Regions from separate parts of the Xenopus tropicalis genome. Here region 2 is linked to region 1. Evidence: chromatin contacts called from public Hi-C data. All regions are on one chromosome and are shown on one strand. The core of a region is the stretch at or near the end of the contact, and the rest is flanking DNA. Distances in the headings are between cores, read along the strand shown. Region 1 has its middle 64 kb from the start of cpeb2. Region 2 holds the start of cpeb2 (cytoplasmic polyadenylation element-binding protein 2).

Region 1 (6,617 bases), core at 2,059-4,558:
TGTTCTGGGATTCCAACCTAGCGCTGACCTCAAGTAGAGTTTAGATGAAATGGGATCTTCTGCTCTGGAAGAGCATTGGCATATGCAAGAGGTAACAAGTATATATAACTATTTTTTCTTTCTCTTTGGGATTGGGAGGTCAACATTAACAGCATGGGGGAGATCTCACTTCTAGTTAGGCCTCAATAGCTCCATTTTCAGGGTATTCACAACTATAGACTTCTGTAAGCATGTAAGCTCTCCAGAAGTCCTATTGACGTTAGTAGGCCCATGATAGACTAAATAGGGAGTGCTAGTGATGGCTGTGTTTCCAAAGAGAGCTTAAACCAACGACCAACTAGCAAAAAGGCACCTCAACAGGATGCAACAATCTACCTATTCACTACTCACAGGAACAAACAGATACTAGAAGGGTCAAAACGGGCTGGTTAAATTGCCCTGGTGAGTCTATCCACATCATGTTTTAAGCAGGGTTTAAGTAAAGAACCCCATTACCATACTAAAAGTCACTACTGAGGTATATTTATGAGCACTGGACAGTTTTGCAATAGTGCAGTAGCCGACAGCAATTAGCAATATATTTCTGAAAGTAAATCCTTGATAGCTGGCTAATTTTCCAGATTTAGTAAATGCCCTGACCATATAATAAATAAGGGGTTCTAATCTCCCTTTTCTTGAATGATGTATAATATACTGCCAGTAATAGGTTTGCCCCTCTCTCTGTTCAGAGAAGAGACCATTAGTTAGTAGTATGACCAAGTAGATGATCAAAATAGCCAGAATCCAGCCATTAGACCTGCAGGCCAATTCATTGATAGCTGCCTTTATAGGGAACATGGTCTAGGAAACAAACTGCCATTATGGAAACTGTATATCCATAGCTACTGTAGACCAGTGGTCGGTCCCCCCGGGGGAAGCTGAAAAGCAAGTCTGTGTGTGGTGGCACAATAAGTAATGGCCTTAGCCGAGCAGGATATTTCAGCGCTGACACCCAGCTCCACCCTCCCATTTTACTTAATAATAATCCTGAAATTAATTTAAGAGGCTAATTTGGAATTGTGAAGTCTGTGACATTCACATCATGGTATGCAAACAATTCAAAACAAGGCATTTACTGACAGTGAGCTAAGGAATGTGCTTGGCACCCATCCCTGCCATTAGAAGACAATGGCCCTCTTAAACCACACGACAAACAGATTACGCTGCACCAGGAAACACAAGGCAGGGAATAATGAGAAATCCCGACTGTTACATTACTCACCCTGAGGTTCACAAGTACAAATGATGTGCTACATGTTTCTGTCCCTACACAATTAATTCCACGGATTCTATATTTAGAAGATATAATAAATGCCGCTGTGAATGAGGTCAAAGAGCATGGGTGTACTTAATAGTCCTTGGTTCCATTATAAAAACAGTATATATATATTATTATTGGTTTTAGTTTTGCTGATATTCTGTGAAGAGATAACTGGGTATTCCACTGTGCTGCGATGCTGACAGTTCTGAAAGCTAGTGTACCAGTGCCAATCACCCTTTGCCTAACTCAGCCAACTGCCATCTGTCCTAGGCAGGGTTAGTTTCAGGGTAGGACAGAAAGGCAAGTCTTTATTAATACATACAGTGGGTACCTACAGTATGGGCTCATGTCTAGAGTGGCAGATTTGGGGGAAGTGGGCCATTGTGTAACTATATTAGGGATGCACCGAATCCAGGATTCGGTTCAGTTTTCGGCCAGGATTTGGCCTTTTTTGCCGTGGGGGGGGGGGGGGGGGTTTTGCCGTGTTTGGTGCATCCCTAAACTATATATATATATATAAATTTAATTTAAATTACCCACCGCCCACCAGAAACTTGCAGCATAATATGGAAGCAGAGCTGTGGTGGTGATACCCCTTATTTTCCAAATTGGCAAATACACAAAATACAAAGTGGTGTGGATGGTAACAAGTCAAAGGTCCAATGTCTACGGCGGCACAGGACAGAAATACAGCACTGCACAGAGGGTCTCTTGAGGGGAAACATATGGTTTTGGGGGTATGTATCAGCTCTGTACACTGTACAGGAGCAATTTTGGGCTAGATCTTGCCAGGGGGCTTGACATAGAGTCAGAAATAACCACTTAATTGGTGAAGCATAGCATAACTATATACCAGCACATATTGCAGTTAGCAAAGCCGCCCTAGGCCTATAACAGGGGTTGTGGGAAAGTCTGTCTGGCCTAGTGGCCCACACTAGTGGGAAGCATTTGGAAAGACTCACAAAATTAAGCCAAGAAATTTGCTTATTGGTACAAATTGACTATTCTGTTCGCTGTCTGTGGAAGCATTTGGTGTCAATCAAGGGAGTACAAATACAGCCTTACCTACCTAACTAATATTTTACTTTGGCTTGAATAATATATCAGGCAAGTACAGGGCCCCAGAGGATGTAATAGGATTCTGAGATTTTGTTTGCAGAACAATAACTGCATGGATCAGGGGTTTTCATTTGGCAGTTGTTGTATGCTGGTAATTGTAGTTTAGCAGAGCAGGAAAGCCAGAGATTGAAGATAGACAATCAGTAGATTGGGCATTCTGTAGGGGTTAGGTTCCTCCCTAAGAGTGAAGGACATATGGAAGGTGGTTGCTTATATTTATGAGCAGTTGAGTAAAACCTAGGTGCAAAAAGATGACTGTTTCACTCTACTCCACGTGCCTGCACAGGGTTGGAGAAAAGAAGATAGAAGAGATAAAATATCACAGTCAAGGTAGTTCTACAGAATTACCCCAGGCCAGTGCAGGTTTCTGCTATCAAGACCACCAGCCTGGTATCAGATTAGCAATTATAATCACTACAGGGTACCTAACATTTTCCACACACACCCCACTGATTTTAATTTTAGTTTTCCTTTACCTACCTTCTCCTCTTACAATATATATACATTGAACAAGGGCATCTACAAATCTTTCAACACCAGTGGGGCTATGGCCAATAATGGAAGTAGGTGAGTGCTTGTGTATAATAGTGCCAAAGCAAAACAACATGGCAGTAACACACATATGCAACAAACATGTTGTGCAGAGCCACAAGTAGGTGGATAAGCTCACCAAATATCATGTGGGGTCCAGGTGCACATAGCCTAGACCTACAGCTCAAGGAGTAGGATCATAACATGGATGTGTAGCAGGCACTCAACAGAACCTAGGCACAGGCTCATGCCCTGGTGGACAAAGGTGAACATGAGTCTTATGCTTGCTTAAAATAAAGCTTGCCATTCTTTTACTTTGCCTGTTTGCGATAAATGTTGAGTGCCTGCTACACATCTATGGTATGAATAGCAAACATTCCCCCTACTTTAAGATATAAAGTCTCCTTGGTGTTCTGTGATCTGAAACATAGAAGCCAGCCCATGGCGTTTCTTTATTGCTGTATATTGTTCTTGCTAAAATTTGTCCCATCTTCTCGTACTGTGTATCAGACAAATAGCTCAGGGATGTTGCATGTCCAGCTGAGCACTACACACCGCAGAGAGCTACACAACAGGGGGCCACAAGCTTCTACCCTGCATGAATATACATTTTCATATTCTGACAGAACCTGACATTATTTGAAACCATGTTCTCTACAGGGGGCATGTAACCAGTTATTGAATGTGTGGCCTGGCTGCCAAGAGCTGAGCAGAAGATGACTCAAAATGTGGTTGGAAAGAAAATAGAGAACAAGGAGACCTAGTTCCACCGGCAGCAAAATAAATATCAGCAGCAGCAGAACACTCAGCTGATAAAAACTTATCCGACAGGAGGACTTTTATTATGATTTTCATTCATTAAGCTGTTTATCAACGTGCCTGCAAGCTGATTCACAGAGACTAATGACTGGTTTAAGCATCTCGGAATTTTTGCAATCAGATGGGCCAGTCCCTTTCTGCTATTTGCCTACAAAACAAAATATGACAAATATGGTGTCATTGAGCTGCATGCCTAGCTAATGATGGGCATTTACATGTAAAAACTAAAGGATTTGAGCCTGGTTTATTTGATATTTGATCAAACTACTTTAAAGGGCAAGTATATCTTAGCCTGGAGTAGCCTCCATCATTCTAATTTTTAAAAACAAATATTGTCCTATGGTTTTCCATTCTAACCACATGATGTGTTCAAATCCCACACCTGATGATTTGCCCAAACCATACCAGGACCACAGGGGCAGCAGGGCACAGATAATGCCCCATCAGATGTAGATTGCTTTTGTGGAACACTTACTGTATTTGATTGGCAGCGTTCCATTCTATGGCACAGGCCAGAGGAGCCCACTTTCTTCATTTACAAACAAGCGCTTCATTTTGCACATGGGGTAATAGCCATATTACTCATGGCCAACAGGGCTTATGCTCTGCCCAACAGCCTGTTCTCCCCAAAATCCTCCTGCCCCCAGAAGGCTACTTGGCAGGATTTGGTCCTTTTCCATTATTCTATATAAAAAACCTTGACCATTTGGTGCTGTGTATATCTAATTTCTGTGAGAGTGGGCTCAGGGTGTCGGGACCTCTGGGGGGCCCTAGGACACACAAGGTTGTCAGAGTCATAATTTGTTTCTTTTGGGGTTTGCTCTATGGTTTCTAAACAATTGGCTAGAGCCAGCAGTATCAATCAGTGTTAAATAAAGATCATTTCCTACCCAACTCTGTAGCCTGTTTTGCGCTAGATACAGGTTTATTGTTTATGCGTAGTTAAACATCTGTTTATTCTGATTTGCAGAAAGAATGAAGGTGATGCGGCAATAAATGTTTATTAACCCCATTCTTGTTTAGAGGCAGCTCCACTTTATACATTGGCCAACCAGACACAGGAGACATTTTAAGCAGTATAACATGTCTGCAAAAAATCAAAAGGTCATCTAGAGACACTGAATAGTATAAAAGGAATATATCTGCCCCTGTGTCCTTACAGGCTAAGCCCTTATCTAAGAAGCCGGAGCTTTCTGTGCAAGGCTGATAATGACTGGCAAAATGACTATGGTGCAAATCTCAAGGAAAGATCTGCTTGAGAACTCTCTGTTTCCAATAGGGAATCAAGAGGCAGCATGATGTGATCAAACGCAGATAACGAGGGTTACCAGGGGACAACGCGGTCAGTGCGAAAATAAATGATGGCACGGTACTGTGACACTGTGGCACTAAATATTCCCATTTTTATTATGTGCAGAGGCATAATGCATTTTATTGTCATAGTCAGGGCTGACGCAAGGGCACAGCCTTAATGGGGAGTGCCAGCTTACAGATACTTTGTACAGCCCTTGTGAGCTAATGTGACTCCTCAATGCAGACATTTTCCCTTTAGTGTGTGTAGGATTAGCATCTAGTTTCCCTTTAAAGCTACAAGTCATGCTGAGATAATATGCATAATATACACCTGCCTGCACCCAACCTGTTCTATTTACATTAAATGTGAATGCTTCATGTTTTGGTTTCTGCACAAGGCTGCTGTACAAGAGTCAAAGTTGGATATATATATATCATACATATGATACAGGTATGGGACCTGTTATCCAGGATGCTCTGGACCTGGGGTTTTTCGGATAAGGGGTCTTTCCATAATTTGGATCTCCTACCTAGTCTAATGAAAAAATTATTTAAACAGTAATTAAACCCTACAGGATTGTTTTGGCTACAATAAGGATTAATTATATCTTAGTTGGGATTATGTTGAAATGCTGACTTGCAAACCCAATAGATCCCAAATATTGTTATTGTTTCTTAAATTCATAATGTTTCTGTTTATTATCCCTGCAAGGAGACAGCAGGGAAAGAGGGTATAGATTATTGTGTGTACATTTCCTCTATAAATCTGAAAGGCAGCAACCATATTGTTGTATTAACTGAACCTTTTCCTCTAGACCCCAGTACGACAGCATGGTTGCCCTTCATGGGAAGGACTATGGAGAATACCCAGGACAGGGCACTATTACCTTTGTTCCAACTGTCAATCTGTTCCAACACCCTGACAGCCATCAGCTGCCAGTTAAGAGGCTGGGAGTTGTAAAGCAACAACAGCTGAGGGGTGTAGATTTGGCAACTCTGATAGGGTACATGCACCTGTCAATCACTTCCAGCTGGCATCAGTAGGAAACACTGTAGGGCTTATTTATCACCACTGGGCATATTTGCCTGAGGACAGTAACCAATAGATTGCAAGAAATTGACTGGTTGCCATGGGTTACTGCCCATGAGCAAATTTGCCCTGTGTTGATAAATGGCCATTTGGGAAGCATGCACCATTTTAGAAAAGATAACTGGGGTTCAAAATAAAGCACAGCCTTTCCCACTGATGCCGTAAACACAAAGGCCATAGCGTTTCTGCTGCAGACTACACTCTTTTCAGGGAAGCCATGCAGGATGCCTCTAATTGTAAAGTAGATTTTACATAGGACTGCTTTTAGAGTTGGTGACTCTATCACAATGGGCCCTTGAATGTTCAATCCTGCTTTTGAACTCACCCCACCTAAGGACAATGCAGTGCCCAGAAACAGCTGTTGTTCCTGCTTATGGTACAACTAAACCGACAGAAGCAACATGACAGCTCCAGCCATATAAATTGACATATGCAGAAAAGGATTTTTTTCTGTTTAGACCATTA
Region 2 (6,617 bases), core at 2,362-4,861, 64 kb after region 1:
AGTAAATTAGGATATGAAAGAAAAGTGGCCACTCCTAAATCACAAACTGACCTCTAAGATGGGCTTTCAGGAGCAGAAAGAAAAAAGTAGAAAGCAAATAGGCAATTTCCAAAATCTGCACCTAACTGCCCCCCCAACTAAGCCTGTGAGCCTCCACAATTTAAGAATCACTGGTGTAAGATTTGGCCACACTTGGATGAGTCAGTTACACTGATTTGATCTGCAGCCCCGTGGTTTCACACTGGTATTGTGAGCTGTAATGAAAGCTCATGTACCGTAGTTTCAGGGGCACAAATACAGAGGAAATGGAACCTGACTGCTGGCGGGGGGAGGGGGTGTCCATGGGGCACTGGCTTATCAGCAGTTTTACTATATGTTGATGACATTTTTAGTCCCAAAGTTTGGTGGCCCTAATATTACTTTGTTGTGGGCCTGGTAACTTATATCACTGTGCAGTTTATTTCGCTTATATAAGAGTCTCGGGCCACATTGATAAATGTGCCTTACAGTATACTGAGGTGCATAATTCCAGAAGAACCTGCAGAACCATATTTGGTATCAGGGACAGGGCATTACAGGCAAAGGGTGGATAAGTGATATCATTTGAAGTTTATACACTGTATGTATGCTATTAGCAACACATTCTACTTTGTAGGCATTTCTGCTAGCGTGCTACACATGCCAGGAGGTGTTTACATGAATCCCATGACGTCTGCTTTCACCTTTTTTTGCTCCTGGTGTTTCTTGCCTTTGCACAACAAGAGCCAACTGCTTTTTAGAAATGCTTTTCCTACTATGTTTATTTACATTCCATCTGACCTACTGTAATGAGCTCTGTGTGCCGGCCCCTCTGGCAAAGAGAATACAGCAAGAAGCATACTGGACATCACTGTAATTGTACTAAGATGTGCATATGTACTTGGCTTTTAAATGCAGTGTGATTTGGCCATGATTAGGACAGAAGAACCTCTGGGATGGAGCTAATGGCGTCAGACAGACTCATTGTCATTCTTGGCTCCCAAAAGAATCCCAAGTAGTTGATCACTCGGTACATGAAAGGCATAGAGAGCATTAGTGAGAAATCTACTGTGTACTGAGCTGGTGGCATCTCACAGGCTTCACTGTTCACTGTAGTACTTATGGAAACATGTACAGCACTGGCCAGGCCTGGACTGGCAATCTGTGGATTCTGGCAAACGCCAGAGGGGCTGCTGCCTCAGGGGCCCCTGCACCCTCCGCAGTAAAGGTGACCCTGCGGCCTTCACACTCACCCCCAGAGGGGCCCCCACCACCCGTCCGACCCCCACATTCACCTTCAGAGTGTAGGGGGAGAGAGACCAGCGACTTGGAGTAGCACCGGGCAGGGATTGAGTCTGGGCCGGCAGGGCCCACCAGGTTTTTTCCCAGTGCCCAGGTGGTCCAGTCCGCCCCTGGTTGTAAGATGCCATAGACAGTCACTATTAGTGGGCTGTTTGGACCTCTGTGTACTTGGGCCAGGGCCTATTTTTAATCCCAGTCCAGACCTGGCATACCAAGGGGGACAAGCAAATTACAGTATTCAAGGTCCAAGTCTGGTTTCATCTACTTTGTTTCAGGAGTCCAACCCTGGCCTGCAGCTTGCATACTAATATCTATTCACCTGTTTACAGCACCAATATTCCAGAAAATAAAAGTTTTCTAGATGTGAAGCCCGGGCAGCCATTAAAATGCTATATTTATTTATCATCTGTATTTACATTTTCAGAAAAGGGTACAAGTGGCCTTCAATGTTTAATAGATACCCAGTAAAGTCGCTACAATGCCGTACCGGGCTGCAAACGGTTACAGGCAGACAACTTTCCCTTGGTTTTTTTTCCCACGGCGGTCCCTTTGGCCACGCCTGCTCCCTGCATTGTTACGTCATTGGCTTCCAGCTTCAGCAGCCTGACAGCTCGGCTTGGTGTACGCATGCGCAGCAGCTTCGACTCTGCAGCAATTGCGCCCACGTCACTGTGCCAAGCACCCACTGCTGCAGTGTGATAATAGCCGAGCGCACAATGTCATCTGGAACTAGCGCTGCAGATAGGGCGAGATATAACAATAACAAGGATATCGCTCACACCCCAGGCACATTGCTCACAGAATAAAGAATACAGCTGCCCCCACCTCATATTTGCCCCTGTGTGTGTGTATGCCCCTAGCTCAAGGTGTGGGGAGGAGGCTTTGTAATATTAAATGTTTAACCTTGCCCGTCCGAGCAGGTGACCTGCTATTGTGACACTGCCTAGCCTTTTGCACAAGTAAGGGCGAGTGAATGAAACCATTTGCTCAGTGGCCTTTAACAAACAGCAACAGCAGCGCTGTCAATAGCGTTTGGGCGAAGGCGTTGCACCCATTCACAGCTCAGCCCCAGTGTAAATAAAGAACTGCTGTCGCACTCCTCTTACAATAGCACAATTGTATGGTGGGGGTGACATCTGCTGCAGGCAGCTTTGGGCTAAATCATGAATATTCTCTCTTCTGACTACTGTTATCTGTACAAAAAAATGAATAAAATAATACCCCCCTCCACACGTTACTGTCTGGAAATCATGTATAGTTGCCTGCACCCCACCCCCCTTACTCACTCATACAGCATATTCTGCAGGGTCCTTTCTTTAGGGACAACTGAACTACAATTAGCTGGGGATGCTGGGAGATGGAGTTCAAAAGCAGTTTAGGGATCCGCAGGGCAGATTAGAAGCCCTTGGGATTCTTTTTGCCAGCTGTGACCAAGCAGCACCCTTATTATTTATACGTGTACCTTTGCCTGCTATACCCCATCATGTGTTCTTGCCAGAATATCAAGTGTAGCTGGGGGGGGTACAATGCCCAGCACTGGGTTTGCAGCAGTCATATCTCTGCAGTGTGTACGTGCGTGCAAAACAGGCGTCTGTACACTCTGTGTAACCCTATCACTGCCTCAGGAGAACTAAAAGCAACTTTTCCAATATCCACCCATTACATACTGTCAATGATTTCGCAGTTCTTTGCAATTACCATTAAAAAACAGTCTCTAAGTCATCGTTCTGACTCCTGAAACAATGTAGCAAATGCCAGTTAAATAACTGCTCCGGAGAACTGGCTTCTTGCTACATTGTTTCAAAGGTCAGACACAGAGGAGCAGGAAGGGATACATAAATTGCAATATTAACATGTTTGGAACGGGTCATTTCTTTCACTATGGGTGAAGTTTCCCTTTATTTGATATTTGATGGCTCTGCAGGCTGGGGCTTTTCATATGCAGCATATGCAGGGAGCTGAGAGATGTAGTTAGACGAATCCTGAATTTCCATTCCCGGTCCTGTGACCAAAACGAGCCCATAAAATCGATTCTCTTCAAATAACCAGAACAGAATATTAAAAGCAGAAAAAAATATATGTTTTAAGCATCCACAAGCGCTTAAGGGTTAATAATGGCAGCTTTGCCTGACCAGGATGTCCCTGTGCTAAGGGGGAGGGGCGCTGCTGCTCTGTAATATTAATGAGCTCTCCATAAAGCAGCAGTGGAAGGAGGCGGGGCTACGGCCGGGCTGTGACGTTTAGGTGACGAATCCACTTCCGGGGTTTTTAATGTCACCCCGCAGTCAAGCAGCCGGCATAAGGAGGAGAGGAGGGGGGTGAAGAGGACATAGGGCACCAAGGACTAAGCAAGAGACACGCTATATAATATATATATATATATATATTCCTTTATTTATAGATATAGAACTGCTTCACCCCTCACTAGTAACAAGTAAGCCCAACTGCAACCTCCTCACCTGCAACAGAACACAAGGCAACGAGCAGCTTAGGGTTTTATATATATAATATATGTATATGTGGTTTATTTTTCTTTATATTTGTATTATTTTGTAGGCAGAGCAGAGAGCCGCGCTGTATATAGAATCTATGACATAGTAATATATATATATCTATCTATATTATATATACAGAGAGAGAGAGAGCTATAATTGTATGTAATATATAAGGCTTAGAGTAAGGCACAGCAGCACTACAGGAGCAGTGAATCCCGGCCGGGCAGGGAGCGCAGTGTGACAGGGAGAGCGCAGTGTCCCAGGCAGCGCCACTCGCAGCCGATAGATGGGGGATTACGGCTTCGGGTTACTGCAGGCGGCCAATCTCTCCAGCGGTAGCGGTGGCAGTGGCGGTAGCGGTGGCGGCGGGGGCAGCCTGTTTGGCGGAGGGGCGTACAGAGGCAGCGCTCAGTTCCCGTCCCTGTCGGCCGCTTCGGGCAGCGCCCTGTTCCTCTCGGCCGGGTACCAGCAGGTGATGCAGGATGAGCTGCTGCTGGGGGTGAGCTGTGCCCCCGGGAGTAAGCACAGTATTGCTGCCAAGAGCGGCCCAAGCCGAGCCTCCCCGCCTGCCCTGCTGCTACAGGAACCGGCCAAGAGGAAGGACTTCAGCCCCCAGGAGGGGGACGCGTTTAGGGAGGAGCTGAAGAAGCAGCCCGGGGAGATGAATCAGCAGCCCTCAGCTTACCAGCGCCAGGGATCGCCGGCGGCAGCAGCAGCAGCAGAGGAGCTGGACTGTCCGGACAAGAATCTGCCAGGCTCTCCTTCCTCTTCCTCCTCTTCCTCGTCCTCCTCCAGCTCTTGCTCGGCCGAGGAAGCGGTTCTGGGGGAGGCTCATGCGGCAACGTCCCCCCCTGCTCTGTCTCACCACCACCTGCCGGCTAAAGGCAAGCTGCCGATGGAAGCACAGGGGGGGCATCTCCCCAACCTGCTGGGGGGCCCATACCCCGGATCCCCAGAATTACCCAGCACGCAAACCCCAGGGGGATCCCCCCCAGCCCTGCCGGGGTTCGGTACCCCATGGTCTGTACAGACTTCATCGCCTCCCCCGCCGCCTCCCGCACTGCCACAGCAGCAGCAGCCGGCTACACCACACCCTGCCGGGCCGAACCTCAACGCCCTGCATAGCCCGGACCCGGACAGCTTCTACCCTGGCATCCCCTCCTCCATCAACCCGGCCTTCTTCCAGAGCTTCTCTGGCAACCCCTGCCCAGGAATCAATGTGCCCGGATTCAGCAGCCCATTCTCTGCTCAGATCAACATCCCCCAGCAGCAGCAGCAAAGCCGGAGGTCCCCAGTAAGCCCCCAGCTGAACCCCCAGCACCACCAGGCAGCAGCCTTCCTACAGCAGAGGAACAGCTACAATCACCACCAGGTAACACCCTGCTACAGATGTACTCACTATGGGCATGGCACTGGCATATGCCCCGCTAGGGACACAGCAATGACTACTAGTGCTATAACCTACTGTAAGGGGCAGATGTCACTGGCAGGCATTGTTTTGCTGCACCAAGGGGTGGCAAATGTCACTGGCAGCCATTGCTGTTCTTTACTATTGACAGATGGCATTTCTAGTCATTGATATGCCCACCTTGGGGGCAGATGTCACAGAGACCCATTGCTGTATTAGGTCGGTCAGATGTCGCTGACAATCATTGCTGTACTTCACTAGACACATTTGCTAAAAGCATATGTTACTGCCAGCTTCTCACTGAATGTCCCCCTATGGGCAAGTGTCCCAGCAGCCAGCCTGTATCATGCAAAGCCAACTGCCAGGCTGGCACTATGGGCAATTGCCACAGTCAGTGACAGGCCACACCAAGGGCATATAATACAGAGAGATATACCCCATTATGGCCACTTGGTTAATGGCAGGTTCTCTTTGATATACCTGAACTTTGCTGCCATACTGTAACTAATATTGCCAGCTGTCATATATACCTCATGAAGGACAAGATGTTACACATATAGCCCCCTATTATAAGGCACAAATGTCCCTGTCATTCTGCCGCTGATGTAATTCACATACATAGGCAAGTGCCTTTATTGCCAGGCTGGCAGTTAACTTTCTTAAGCATACTCTTTGTATGCTCGTTGCACTTCAGCTGCGGCAGAACCTCTTGGATTTGCCCAATACAAAGAGCTGTTTTTCATGGCAGAACAGAGATACCCACCCAAGAGGTTCCTCAGCAGCTGTTTTTCTGTTCCTGCTGGTGAGCAAGCCATTTACCATTGTAGGTAATTTTGTAGAAAATTCACCTGGGGGACATTTTGTTGCATGTCAGCTAGGGCAGGCAGCATTTTCCTTGTGTCCATTAAATGCCTTCCCATCCAAGGTGCCACTGTCTTATGCGGCAGTCTCCATTTTTGCAAAAAATGGGCTTTCACTGTCCAGGTGGTTGCCGTGACAGTTTCAGCTGCTTTAACCATTCGTTGATGCACCTTTACTGCCATATGGAACCCAGTGAGTATTTATTTGTGCTAGATATACAAATCCATGGCAGTGTTCTAGTCTGGGTTCTGTTTAGGAAAGTAATACCTTACTGGCTGCTATTTATCATTGTTATTATTCTATATGCAATAAGGGGCATTATGTACCCTACAGTGGCATTTAGACTTTGCTCAATTTGACTGTATTTCGAGGAAGGCATTGATCATGGCTGACAATGGAAAGACATAATGGGATTTTGTCTGGTGATCATTCCGAGACTGCTTTGTGGGTAGGCCTTTATTAACCGTGCAGTTTAATACAGGGTCATATTGCATTGAGACTAATGGTCTGGGCCATTATAATGTAGGTTGGGC

What was found. A called contact is a pair of places that touch in the nucleus more often than the background predicts.
Region 2: a contact with region 1 is called in a Hi-C map of tailbud embryo, with 1.8 times the contacts expected there. The contact joins the promoter of cpeb2 here to the enhancer-like site in region 1. A contact is called at or near these places in 2 of 5 Hi-C or Micro-C datasets (brain and tailbud embryo).

The regions. Positions count from the first base shown.
Region 1 is chr1:27,677,168-27,683,784 of UCB_Xtro_10.0, forward strand. No RefSeq gene overlaps it. Among named protein-coding and RNA genes, the nearest start is that of cpeb2, 64 kb to the right of the region's middle. Within about 2 kb of position 3,309, at least 1 of the 11 cell types and tissues checked has an H3K27ac peak or open chromatin away from gene starts, as enhancers often do.
Region 2 is chr1:27,740,967-27,747,583 of UCB_Xtro_10.0, forward strand. cpeb2 (cytoplasmic polyadenylation element-binding protein 2) reads left to right here and starts at 3,612. Exons shown (of 10, transcript XM_004911232.4): 1 at 3,612-5,187. The coding sequence starts at 4,102.